Linked DNA regions of Gossypium hirsutum: region 2 is linked to region 1. The links are chromatin contacts, called in public Hi-C maps. All regions are on one chromosome and are shown on one strand. Each heading gives the region's core, a stretch centred on a gene start, on an enhancer-like site or on the middle of the called end of the contact. The rest is flanking DNA. Distances are from core to core; before and after follow the strand shown. Region 1 holds the start of LOC107911458 (myb-related protein 308). Region 2 holds the start of LOC107911417 (glutamine-dependent NAD(+) synthetase).

Evidence for each region. Hi-C and Micro-C count contacts between places; a contact is called where the count stands out from the background.
Region 2: a contact with region 1 is called in a Hi-C map of leaf, with 2.4 times the contacts expected there. The contact joins the promoter of LOC107911417 here to the promoter of LOC107911458 in region 1. A contact is called at or near these places in 2 of 34 Hi-C or Micro-C datasets (callus and leaf).

The regions. Positions count from the first base shown.
Region 1 is chrD08:41,253,660-41,259,280 of Gossypium_hirsutum_v2.1, reverse strand. LOC107911458 (myb-related protein 308) reads right to left here and starts at 2,958. Exons shown (of 2, transcript XM_016839280.2): 1 at 2,677-2,958; 2 at 1,862-2,581. The coding sequence starts at 2,809. The coding sequence ends at 1,932.
Region 2 is chrD08:41,556,239-41,562,036 of Gossypium_hirsutum_v2.1, reverse strand. LOC107911417 (glutamine-dependent NAD(+) synthetase) reads right to left here and starts at 2,814. Exons shown (of 14, transcript XM_016839254.2): 1 at 2,681-2,814; 2 at 2,357-2,564; 3 at 1,690-1,995; 4 at 1,238-1,461; 5 at 948-1,051; 6 at 467-601; 7 at 202-370; 8 at 1-18. The coding sequence starts at 2,550.

The sequences.
Region 1 (5,621 bases), core at 1,709-4,208:
AAGGTAACTAAGTTAAAAGAACTTAGTGAGTTCCAGAGGAAAGCATTACAATAGTCATATATGATTCAAGCATAACCTTTCCAACTCAACACAATTACTCAGCTCGCCAGTTGGCGAGTACTAAACACATATAGACTATATGACAGACACTGTTCCTTTGGCTACGCCTATACAATCATACAAACAACCTTCTTCGCATTAGCCACACCAAGTCCATAATCAAGCTGTATCATTTGTTTTCTTTTGTCCTGATTTGTCAGTTTGTTTTGTAACAACATTTTCCCTACCAGAGGCTACACGACCATTTTCATGTATCACGACTTGCCAGTTCAATCGAGTTTCATTAAAGGTAATGCCATGAATTCATTTTCCTTTTTCAATCTATATTGTTCATTGTAAAAGAAAAGGGTAACGACTAAAACACGAAGAAAGGCCATTACTCCATTTACACAGATAAACCAACTTAGACTAATAACAACGAACATCCATCACTCATGTGCAAACATATCATCTTTACAGAATGTAAATATTTACCTTGAACAAAATATAAACAAAGGCATTACACACATATGGAACGAAGAAGGAACTCGTCAAAAAATGCAACAAGTTTAAATAACAAGACCTTTGCACTTATCAGAAGAAGCTTCAGGAGTTTCTTGAGCTTTAATAAAGATAGTTAAACTTATCAGATCACTATACCAAAAAACTAAACAAGCTTGTAGGAAACATTAGCAAAAAACTCGGAATCAGGAAATTTCCTTTCTTACACTCTAAACCGGCCCTAAAGCATACAACTCTAAGGTCACGTAAATAACCATGAAAATAACCTAAAGTTCATTAATATTTACCAGGTACTAAACAACAAAAGAGTTGGCTGAGTACATCGAACCCAATCTTCAAGCAAGCCTCAAGTATTAAGTTTTTTGAGAGAAAAGGTGAAGATAAAATTTGAGAAGAAAATATGGGTGCAAGAGAAAACGTAAAACTTGCTCAAAAAGCCATTACTAACTTTATACAGATAAACACGAAAGCTAGGTTTAGTGGATAAGTCAGATTCCTATGACTAAGCACTTTCTTTCTCATCATAAATGTGAGTCTTATCGACTACAATAACTTAGTTCTCTTTGAACCAATTCTTATTTTTGTAACTAAATTGTTCATGCAAAATAATAATATAATAATAAAATAATAAATAGCTCTTTGAAACTAAGGACGTAACATATTCGTGCCAAACCAGCAAGCTCGCCAAACACAAACTTCGTCCAAAGGCGCATTCATAGAATTTATATACTTAGTCAAATCTAACACCTTACCCACTCAAAATTTACTCTAAATACCATACATCGACAAACAATAATTGAATACTAGGACTTCGCCACGTGGGATGTTACATTTTTCTAAATTAAATCTTTATAGCGATTGGACTTTCACAATTTAGTCCCTAAACTTAATTAACTATTTTCTCCATTAAATTATTTAACCAAGATTTATTATATTTTCATAATAACTCCGTAAATATTCTTATTTTATATTTATAGGCTCGATTAACAGATACGAAATTCCAAATCCACATTTTCTAACCTTACCGAAAATCGGATCCTTACCGTTTTTACTTCTGTATATATTATAAATAGATTAAATGTGTTAGGTATTATCATTTTGTTATTTAATAATTTTAGTACAAATCTAAATCAAAATGACTGAGGTGGCTTTGTTAATAAGGAAGTGCCTTGAAAGGTGATGTAGAACGAAAGAGCAACGGCAACATGTTTTTCGGTTGTTTTCTTCCTTACTATCGTTTCTCGTATTTCTTAATTCGATCCTAAGGAAGATTCAGTTCCAGATACTGTTTTTGAGAGTGTTTTTAGGATTTTAATTAGTAGTTCATTGAGATTGAATTATACAGTGGAGAATCTTGTAGCAGAAAATACTCAAAAACAAGAGAGAACATCAAATATGGAATCTCTTTCGCCAGGGTCATCGCCATCAAGAAGTTTCTGGTATTCTTCAAAAATGTCGTCAAGCAAATTACTATCTCCTACGGGTGTGGCATCTGAAAACGCCTCAGCGTCAGGAAATTCTAGGTTAGTATCAGCTGCAAAGTCGGACCAATAGCTAGGAATATAAAAAACATAGGCATCATTGGTTCCTTTGCTCCCTTCACCGCTGCTAGATGACCCACTTATGAGGCTGTCAAAACTGCTGCTCCTTGATATTACTGAGAATGGCGAAACCCTGCTGGCTTTTGGTTGATGCAGCACCTTTATCTCTTCTTTCTCCTCCACATTGGCCTTTTGCTTCTTTTCAGTGGCTTTCTTGGCTTTACGGCTGCTTCTTGTAGTTGAATTAGTTTGTGAATTATTGAGCACCCTTTTGCTGAGGTGAGAATTCCAGTAGTTCTTGATTTCATTGTCGGTCCTGCCTGGAAGTCTTTTAGCAATGAGAGACCAACGATTTCCCAGAAGAGAATGAAGCCTGATAATGAGGTCGTCCTCGTCGGGAGTAATGTTTCCTCGCTTGATATCAGGTCGGAGATAGTTAATCCATCTTAGTCGGCAGCTTTTTCCGCACCTAAGCAACCCTGAACAGTGCCCACCAAACCCAAAATCAATGAAATTACAACTAGAGCAAGAAATAAAATTGTAGCTGCTTATTAAGACAGATGTAGAAAATTACCAGCCATTTTAGGCAAAGATCTCCAATGACCTTCTCCATGAGCCTGTATATAATTAATCAGCAATGTGTCTTCTCTGGCTGTCCAAGGACCTCGGTTCAAACCTACCTTAGAACAACATGGGGCTCTTCCCATTTTTTTTTTCTTTCTTCTACGATTCCAGCCGCACAATCTGAAATGATCACAAAAACCAGAAAAGAGGTGATGTAAACTCGAGAGAGAGAGAGAGAGAGAGTGCGTGTATGTGTGCGCTAAAATGAGCACATGACACTACAAAGCCGTCGCCTCCTTTTTAAAGCCATGAAAGGGGGAACGTTAATGATCTAGAAATAGCCACATGCGCCATCCTTATTTTTTTAACCGTTAAAATATACAATAATTAGTGGTATTCACAAATTTAAAAATTTTTATTTTAAAGAATTTATTTTTTTTAGTTTAAAAATTTAGGTTGAATTATTGATACTGTTACATTTTTTGCTGTTAAATTTATTGATATAAAATATTAAAAAAATCATTTAATATCTATTTAACTAAATAATAATAATTTTAAAATTATTAACAATTTAATCTAAATTTTAAAATTAAAAAAAAATTAATTCCTACTAGTAAAATATAGAAACTACATTTCTAAAGAGTACATATATATTTTAAAAAATACCTTTGCTTTTTAACTCATTTGTTTTTTACAGAGCCTAGGAAAAAGAATAAGAAAGAGTGGCAACCAAGCAGGTAAAATTCACCCGCCTGGCTTTGTTATACTATTAAAATACCCCTCTTTAGAATTTATAACGATTTTAGTATATTTCCTTTAAAAACACACTATTTTAGTATTTTTAACTATTTAAGAGTTTAAAAAAATATTTTATTTTTTATAATCATTTTTACATATTTCGATAATAATTTCTTATTTTCATGAGATTTTATAACATAGATTTAGTTTAGATTAATAAAAATAAAAATTATGTAAAATATTACAGTAGATTAAAACTAAATAAAAAAATTTTCATTTTAGGATTGAATTAAGAGTTAAAACATTAAATAGAGTTTGAGGGGAAGAATTTATATTCAATTGAGTTGGACTTGATCAAAGGGTGATATCAACTTAATAAGCTTCTTAAATATAATTAAAAATCCTGTCACATGAAAATGTATGTGAAAACCATATATTTAGAACATAGAAGTGCGTATAAAATAACATATGATAAATAATAAAATGTACGGTTTGAAATTAATTAATAATACAATTAAAATATAATATTATATTAAAATAAAGCTTTACTTTAGTGGTAAAGTTGATTTATTAGTGTAAATTGTATGGATTCAAATTCAACCGCATGAAATTTTTTATTAGGTTTTCTAAAAAATAAAAAGACTAAAGTACATAAATAGTTTTTTAATTATTGAATAACATAGTGTTTTTATTTAAATAAAAAATAAAAAATAAAAAAGGTGTTACTATTAACTGCTTTCAAGCCACACTTTTTATATATTATTTTAAATGTTGTAAGTATGTAATAAAATTTAGAATATATATAAATAGAGATTGGTTGGGAGAAAAAACAACTCATCTCATACCATGTGGCATTCCTGCACTACAGTTTGCATAGACATGGGAACAAAAACACGGTAAATAAAAAATGCATGCATCCAATGATGGAATAATTTGAGAAGAAGAGATTTGATTGGGTTGGAAAAAATGTGGTTAAGAGGAGATGAAAGAGGGCATATGTTCAACAACCCTTCTTATTGATCTGCCCTTCTACTTTGAACTAGCTAGTTTCCTCCACGTGCAGGACCCTGGAATCTATATATTTTGGCGCACACAAATTGCGTGCATCAAATCTTTAAACTAACAAACAAATTGGTTTGCATAGTGTATAAATAATATACCCCCTGTGTCACTGTCCCACTCTATTTCCATCTCATTGACCATCAATTTAACTGCCCCATTTACTCTTTTCAAACTCAAATCAGATCCCCAGTGTGTTTCATAAGAAACATTTAATTTAACATTTCTTTGCTATCCCACTAACTACAGTCTTTGGAGTTGGTAACACAATTGGGGATATTTCTTTCTACTTATTCATCTCATTTGATTTTTTTATAAATAAACTAGTAATCTTTTCCAACTATAATCGTGCCCCAACTCAAAATTATGTTTATATAATATTTGTTTCAGATCACATCAGATTCTATTATATCATACGCATCATCATATAATAGTTAACAGTTTTATTAATTAAATAAAAATTTTAAATGTATAACTTTATATACTGACATTAAAAAATAAATATAATAATTATTTTTTACATGTTGCACAATTTGATTTGCTCTATACAGTCATAGTGTTAAGATATCAACAATACTGAATTGTTATTAGAAAATTAACTTGAGCTTCAGTACAGCAACTATTGCTTATTTATAGCAGTAGAAGTTAAACTGATCTAACTAACTTTAACCAACACAAGCAGTGGTTATTCATTAGCTAACTAACTAACAGACTATAGCTCTAACATTCTCCTGGTTTCGTTTGAATTTTACAACTCTTGTCATGTAATTGAACTTGTAAATCCAGTCGAAAGCCAGCAAACTGCTTTGGAGGTATAGGTTTTGTAAGAACATCAGCAATCTGCTTAGCAGAGGGTACAAAATTAACTTGTAAGGCACCTGCAGCCACTTTTTCTCGTATGAAATGATTATCAATTTCTACGTGCTTCATGCGAGCATGATGGGTTGGATTGGCAGCCATAGACACTGTAGAAGTGTTGTCACACCAAACAACTGGTGTTTGACACATTGACACCCCGACTTCATCTAGTAGCTGTTTGATCCATAACAGTTCAGCAACACAATTAGCTAAACTGCGATACTCAGCTTCAGAGGATGACCTGGACACAACCGATTGCTTTTTGGAGCACCATACAACTGGATTGGAGCCAAGATAAAT
Region 2 (5,798 bases), core at 1,565-4,064, 300 kb before region 1:
CATCTCTGTTTGCAATTTCTGAAACACAGTATGTATGCGCAAAATTAATTATTAACAGAAAATATGATGCAGAAGACTCGTCAGTAAGGGTTTCAGTGACAGGAAAAGATTCTTGACGAATTGAAGTTCAAAACTCCAATAAAAAAGCAGAAAAGAAGCAGTGCTACTTGGCAGCAGGATACAATGAAATCATAAATTAACCTTTGACAACAAGTTGGCACATGCATCCAACTATAGCAGCTACAGAGGAACTGTCTGCGCCACCAGAAAGAGGAAGCAAAAAACCAGAAGCTCCACTTCTTCTTAAATAGTCCCATAGCCAACAGCCAGGACCAAATGCTATTTCTTCCTCAGGAGAATGGTACATGATCTTCAATTCATAACATAATGCAATTAGGTAATAAACAATCACTAATACAGAGAAGCTTTTTATTTTCAAAATAATGTTTTCTGAGCAAGAACGAACCTTCTGTGGACTAGAAAGTAACATTTTCAGGTTAAAAGGTTTGCAAATATTGTAAGGTACAGCTACAGATGAGACTTTGGTTTTGCAACTTGCTTGTTCTTGAAAACTACTTATGGATCCTCTTAAACTAGCAACCTGTAGTTAACAAAGAAATGCAAAAATTTCAGTATAATTTTTCATATGCATAAGAATTGGAAAATGCGGCAAACCCTAACTTGCCACCAACTTGTATAAATAGAATCTTCTTGTTGTGACCATTAGGCATTAATAGTAGTTTGTCTTCAATAATCGCCTTCATATTATTTATTTATTGGACTTCTTGTGGCAGAGATTCTCATTATAGGAGATCATCATTTTTCCCTTCTCTTTTATGCAAAAAAACCTTAACAAAAGGTAATACATTCATAGCATTCAAGCTTCAAGTAAGAATACTTTTTTAATACCCAACAAAAATATATTGGAGTGCAAAGTTATAACATACCGCATCTAAATCTACTTGAGCAACCACAACCTCAACATCCTTCAAGGAGAACTGTGAGCCTTGAGCAACAACCTCTCCGTTCACAACAACACAGGAACACCCATCTGAAATAAATAAATTAGTGCTCAATAAACCAAACAATATTTTTGCACGAAAGACAACACATTTTCTACTGGTGCAGAAGAACCAAAGCAAGATTACTACTTAAATCATATCGCTAGTTAAATTTATGCTGGAACCTAGAGTAAAGTTACCATGAAATAAAGTGGGAAATAAAGCATGTTATTTACCATAATACAGCCGTGCACCATCACAGCCCTGGTGGTTACTGTACATGTAAACCCCTCCACGAGTATGAGTAGCACCTATAAAAGCACGAAGTCGAAGGTCTAGCTTTCTCAATTGATGGTGACTCCCACTGGCATTCAGGAAAACTTCAACCCCATTTAATGCAAGCTCGGTATGGGGAGGATTAGGAGTAAAAAGCTCTTCACAAATTTCTGCCGCAACAGCTCTAACAAGGGATCAAATAGGTTCAAATATTAGTGTTTCATCAAGAACCCATGACAAACTTTCATATGACGAGCGATGTAACCTATTTGCATGTTAAGTTACATTTGCATCATTACATAGAGAAGACATGATCTTATGATGATCGATATCCGGTTATGAAATCATTATGAGCTAAGGCATAAAACTTAATGGGAACTGATAATAGCAGGACCAGCAGTGTTAAGCTTACGTGTCTAAAAACTGAATGTATCCGTAACCAAAAGGCACTGAGGTCTGTGATAAGGCCTCAGAAATTTCAGGTGGGAGCTGAAATTCTACAAGCTGGTCCTTTTGCTTCCATGTGGTAAACCAGCGAAGCTCCCTGTAATTGCCATCATTTGCAAGCCACATCTTTGGTCTTATCATGACAATTTTCCGGTTAAAACACAAAACTTGACAATTATAACGCTCTGATCCTCTAATGATAGGCATTCCTATGCTGCACAATATGCCGTCCGTCCAATCACCAAGAAGTATTTCTTTCAAACACTCCCACCTGCAAACAAATAATCCCAACTGTCATTTCAGAGAAGCAAAATACTAGTTGTGTCATTCAAACAACCAAGCATTATCCAGAAAAAAAAAGAAAAAAAAAGAGGCACTTTCCTAAATAAAAATACCAAATGTTTCAGTTTATACTGTAAATTTAGCAAAAAAAAAAAAAGAAGCAAAAACCATACGCTGCATTCCATAAAGAAATAACCAGTAATCACTACAATTCAATTCTAATAACCAACAAACGACTGATAACCCAAATTTTAATAACCTCACAAAGCAAAGCAAAGCTCCAAGAATCGCTCTCTCTCTCTTTTTTTTTTTGGGGGGGGGGAGAGGGGAATAAAAAAAAGGGAACTTACGCGTGATTGACTGTATCGAGTTCCAAGAAATGATCTTCACAGCCATAGCCAGTGATTTCAAGCTCGGGTCCGAGCCTGATGACAGCACCAACTTCTTTTGCCCTTGTTATGGAATCCTTAATGTGCTTCAAATTGCAATCAAAATCCATCGCCCATTGGTTCAAATTACAGGTGGCGACTTTCAACAGTCTCATCTTTGAGGGAATCTCTTCAAAACAATTAAAACACCCAAAAATTAAAATCAGTTCACTCAAAATCACTTGCAAAGAAGAAGAAGAAGAAGAAGAAGAAGAAGAAGAAGAAAGGGCGGCGGACGGGAAATACGAGGTGGGTGTTTCGATATGGGACAGAGAATTAGCGGCCTTGTATTTGGCGCTTCAGATTCGGTTTTATACAGGACTTTTAAGAAAGAAAGACAGAGACTTTGAATTCGGGTTAACGGGTTCAAGGCTCCAGGATCCTTGGACGGGTTTAACTGCTGTTTTGGTTTTGACTTTTTTTAGTTTGACACGTACAATGACAAAGTGTCTAACTGTCTATGAAAACACGTCGTTTGACGCGTGTCAATGGGATCCCCGCTCTTTTTTTTTTGCTGCATTTTATTTATTTATTTTTCTTAATTTCTTTTTTTTTTCAAAGAAATTCTTATTTTTCTTTCCAATTCCCTATTGCAGGATTTGGGAACATAAATTTAGATTTATATTTTCAAATATATTTATTTAAAATTTAAAATACTTAAAATTCAAGATTTTAAATGAATTGAAATTTAGTATTTCAACAATTCAACTTTAGATTTGAATTTCTAACTATTTTTAATCTTCAAAAACATTTTTTACAAATATTATACACATATATTATTTTGCTCAATCACTTCAAAAACATTTTTTCAGCTTTGAATTTAACGCTAATTCATTTTTTATTATAAAATTATTTGAGTTATAGAAAAGTTTATAAAGTCACTAGATAATAGTTTTATCTTATTATTTCAAGACAATTATTTTTAGTTTAAAAAATTAGTAACATGCGTAATTTCTAAATTATTTATGATATTTTTTATTTTTAATTATGTTACTAATTATATTATCTATATTTGATTTATTATTAGTTTAGAGACCCGAAAAAAAAGTAGCTTAAATTTTATTTTGGGCATGGTTTTGTGGTTTGGACTTTTAACATAGAATAGTATTAGTATTTTGGCTACAACTTGAGTTACAGGCCTCATTTTGGACCCCATAATATACATATTCAAAGATAATTAAAAGATTTAGCTAAAGCTATCTCAAGACTCAAGCCCAATAACGTTAGAAAGGCACTAAAAAATGACTTGAAAGTTTAACGCGAAAATCATTAAAAAAGCCTAAAATATTTCTACTTTATGTATTCAATGGAACTTTTGTGTTTTCTCTGTTATATATTTTTTGCTCTATAAATAAACATTACTATTTCTTTATGGGTTTCTAACCTTTCTTTTCTAGTCGAAGGTTAACCAAATTTTGAATCTCTAAAGTTTGTGAGATCTAATGATTCCTAATCTTTTCTTTACTCTTTAGTATTTGCATGTTTTCTAGATTAATCGAAATTGTTCAGATTTGTTAAATATTAGGCCGATATTTCATAGCTTAAAATGATTGCTTTGTCAATTAGATAACTAGTTGATTGACTGATTTTTAATATTTGTGACGAATGCATGATCAAGGGTGAAATTAGGAATTTTTTTTAGAGGAGCCGAAATTAAATTATAAGTTTTATGATAATAAAAATGCAATTTCACCATTTTAATAGCATCTTTATAGTTTTAAAGGATTAAATCAAAATTTTATCATTTTTAGGGGGCCAAAGTGTAATTTTACATTTATTAGAAAACTTAAAGGGTCTAAATAGAAAATTTTCCATTTTAGGGGAGGGCCCCCCTAGTTTTGACCCCGTGCATGATTATTTATGTAGTGTGGGCATGTGATCTAACTTAAACAAATCATGATTGTGTGTTTATTGGTTAAAATTGGGTCACTTTCTTTCTTAATGCTATTGATAGATTAAACTCCTAAGCGACTGTTATAGGGTTATTTGTCAATATGAAAAGTAATTAACGAAAATTGTCCTGATCATCGAGAAGATAGGAAGAGATTAAGTTATTAGGCGATCGTCGGAAACTATAACTAATTTATTAAAAAATATTAAAAATTGTTTTTGCATAAATGATTAGAACCTTAAATCAAACGGATCGAAACTTTATCTCTAGCTAAAGTTTATCATATTGATTTTCTTATTTTATTTTAATTTTAATTTTAGTTTTTTAAATTTTTTTTAAAATTTATTTTACTTGTTTATTAAAGAAACAAAATTATTATCAGTTTTTTTTTATGAATTCCATCCTACCTATCACTTCTACTAATTATTATTTTTCAAATAGATTTTATTTTTTACGATTTCAACAATCGTACACTTACGTAGTTATTTCAAGACATAAAATCATTTTTAGTTAAAATTTCTTCAAAGTCACTGTATATCTAATTTCTTTGGTAACTAATACTAATTCAAGGTAGTTTGATCACCTTGAGAGAGGTGTTTGATAAGTGCAGAGGTGGCGATAGATGCAACGGAGGGGTGGCATTGGGTGAAGCAAATGAAATGAACGGTAAGAAGCTTTGTGTTTTTGAAATATGATATTCGGTACCGTAATAGTACCGATCATATCGATCGTATATACTGTTATGATCTTCAACCAGTACCAAGTAAATTAGGTTCTATTATGTTTAAGATTTCATTCCGTTTGAGTCATTCTAGTATGTTTTGACTCATTTTGATCAATACCAGCTTGTACCAAGGCATATCAATTTGTACCGATTGGTATCTCAAACATTGTATTGAAACACATTAATACGTGCTAGTACCAAGACAAAAATGATACACTCATTGATATAAAAACTTAGAGAAAAAAATTCCCTTAATTTTTTATTATAAATACTTGGTTTTAAAATTTATTTTAAAATCTAAAATTTATCTCTTATGAAAAAATTGTGTTTGTATTTGCACAAATCCTAATTCATTTTTACTGGAAATACAAAAATTTGGTTTTAAATTTCCATAAAAATTTGTTGATGGAATTTAACTTTTGAGCACTTGTTCATGTTAAGTGTTGTATGGTTATTTTTTTAAAAATAATTTTATAATAAGAGTAAATTATATTGCAAGTCACTCAATTATAGTTGAATTTATTTTTTGGTTACTCAACTATTAAAAGTTTTAAATTTACCACTCAATTAATTAGGTTTATTTATTTTAACTGGTTTTAGATGCTTGACAAAAAGGTGAGGTAATAGTTCAAAATTTAGTATAATAATAAACTTAGCCCTCAATTTTACATATTGTGTTAATTTAGTCATAATTTTAAAAAATAGCTTTTACCCTAATTCTTAAAAATTCAAAGAAATATATATATATA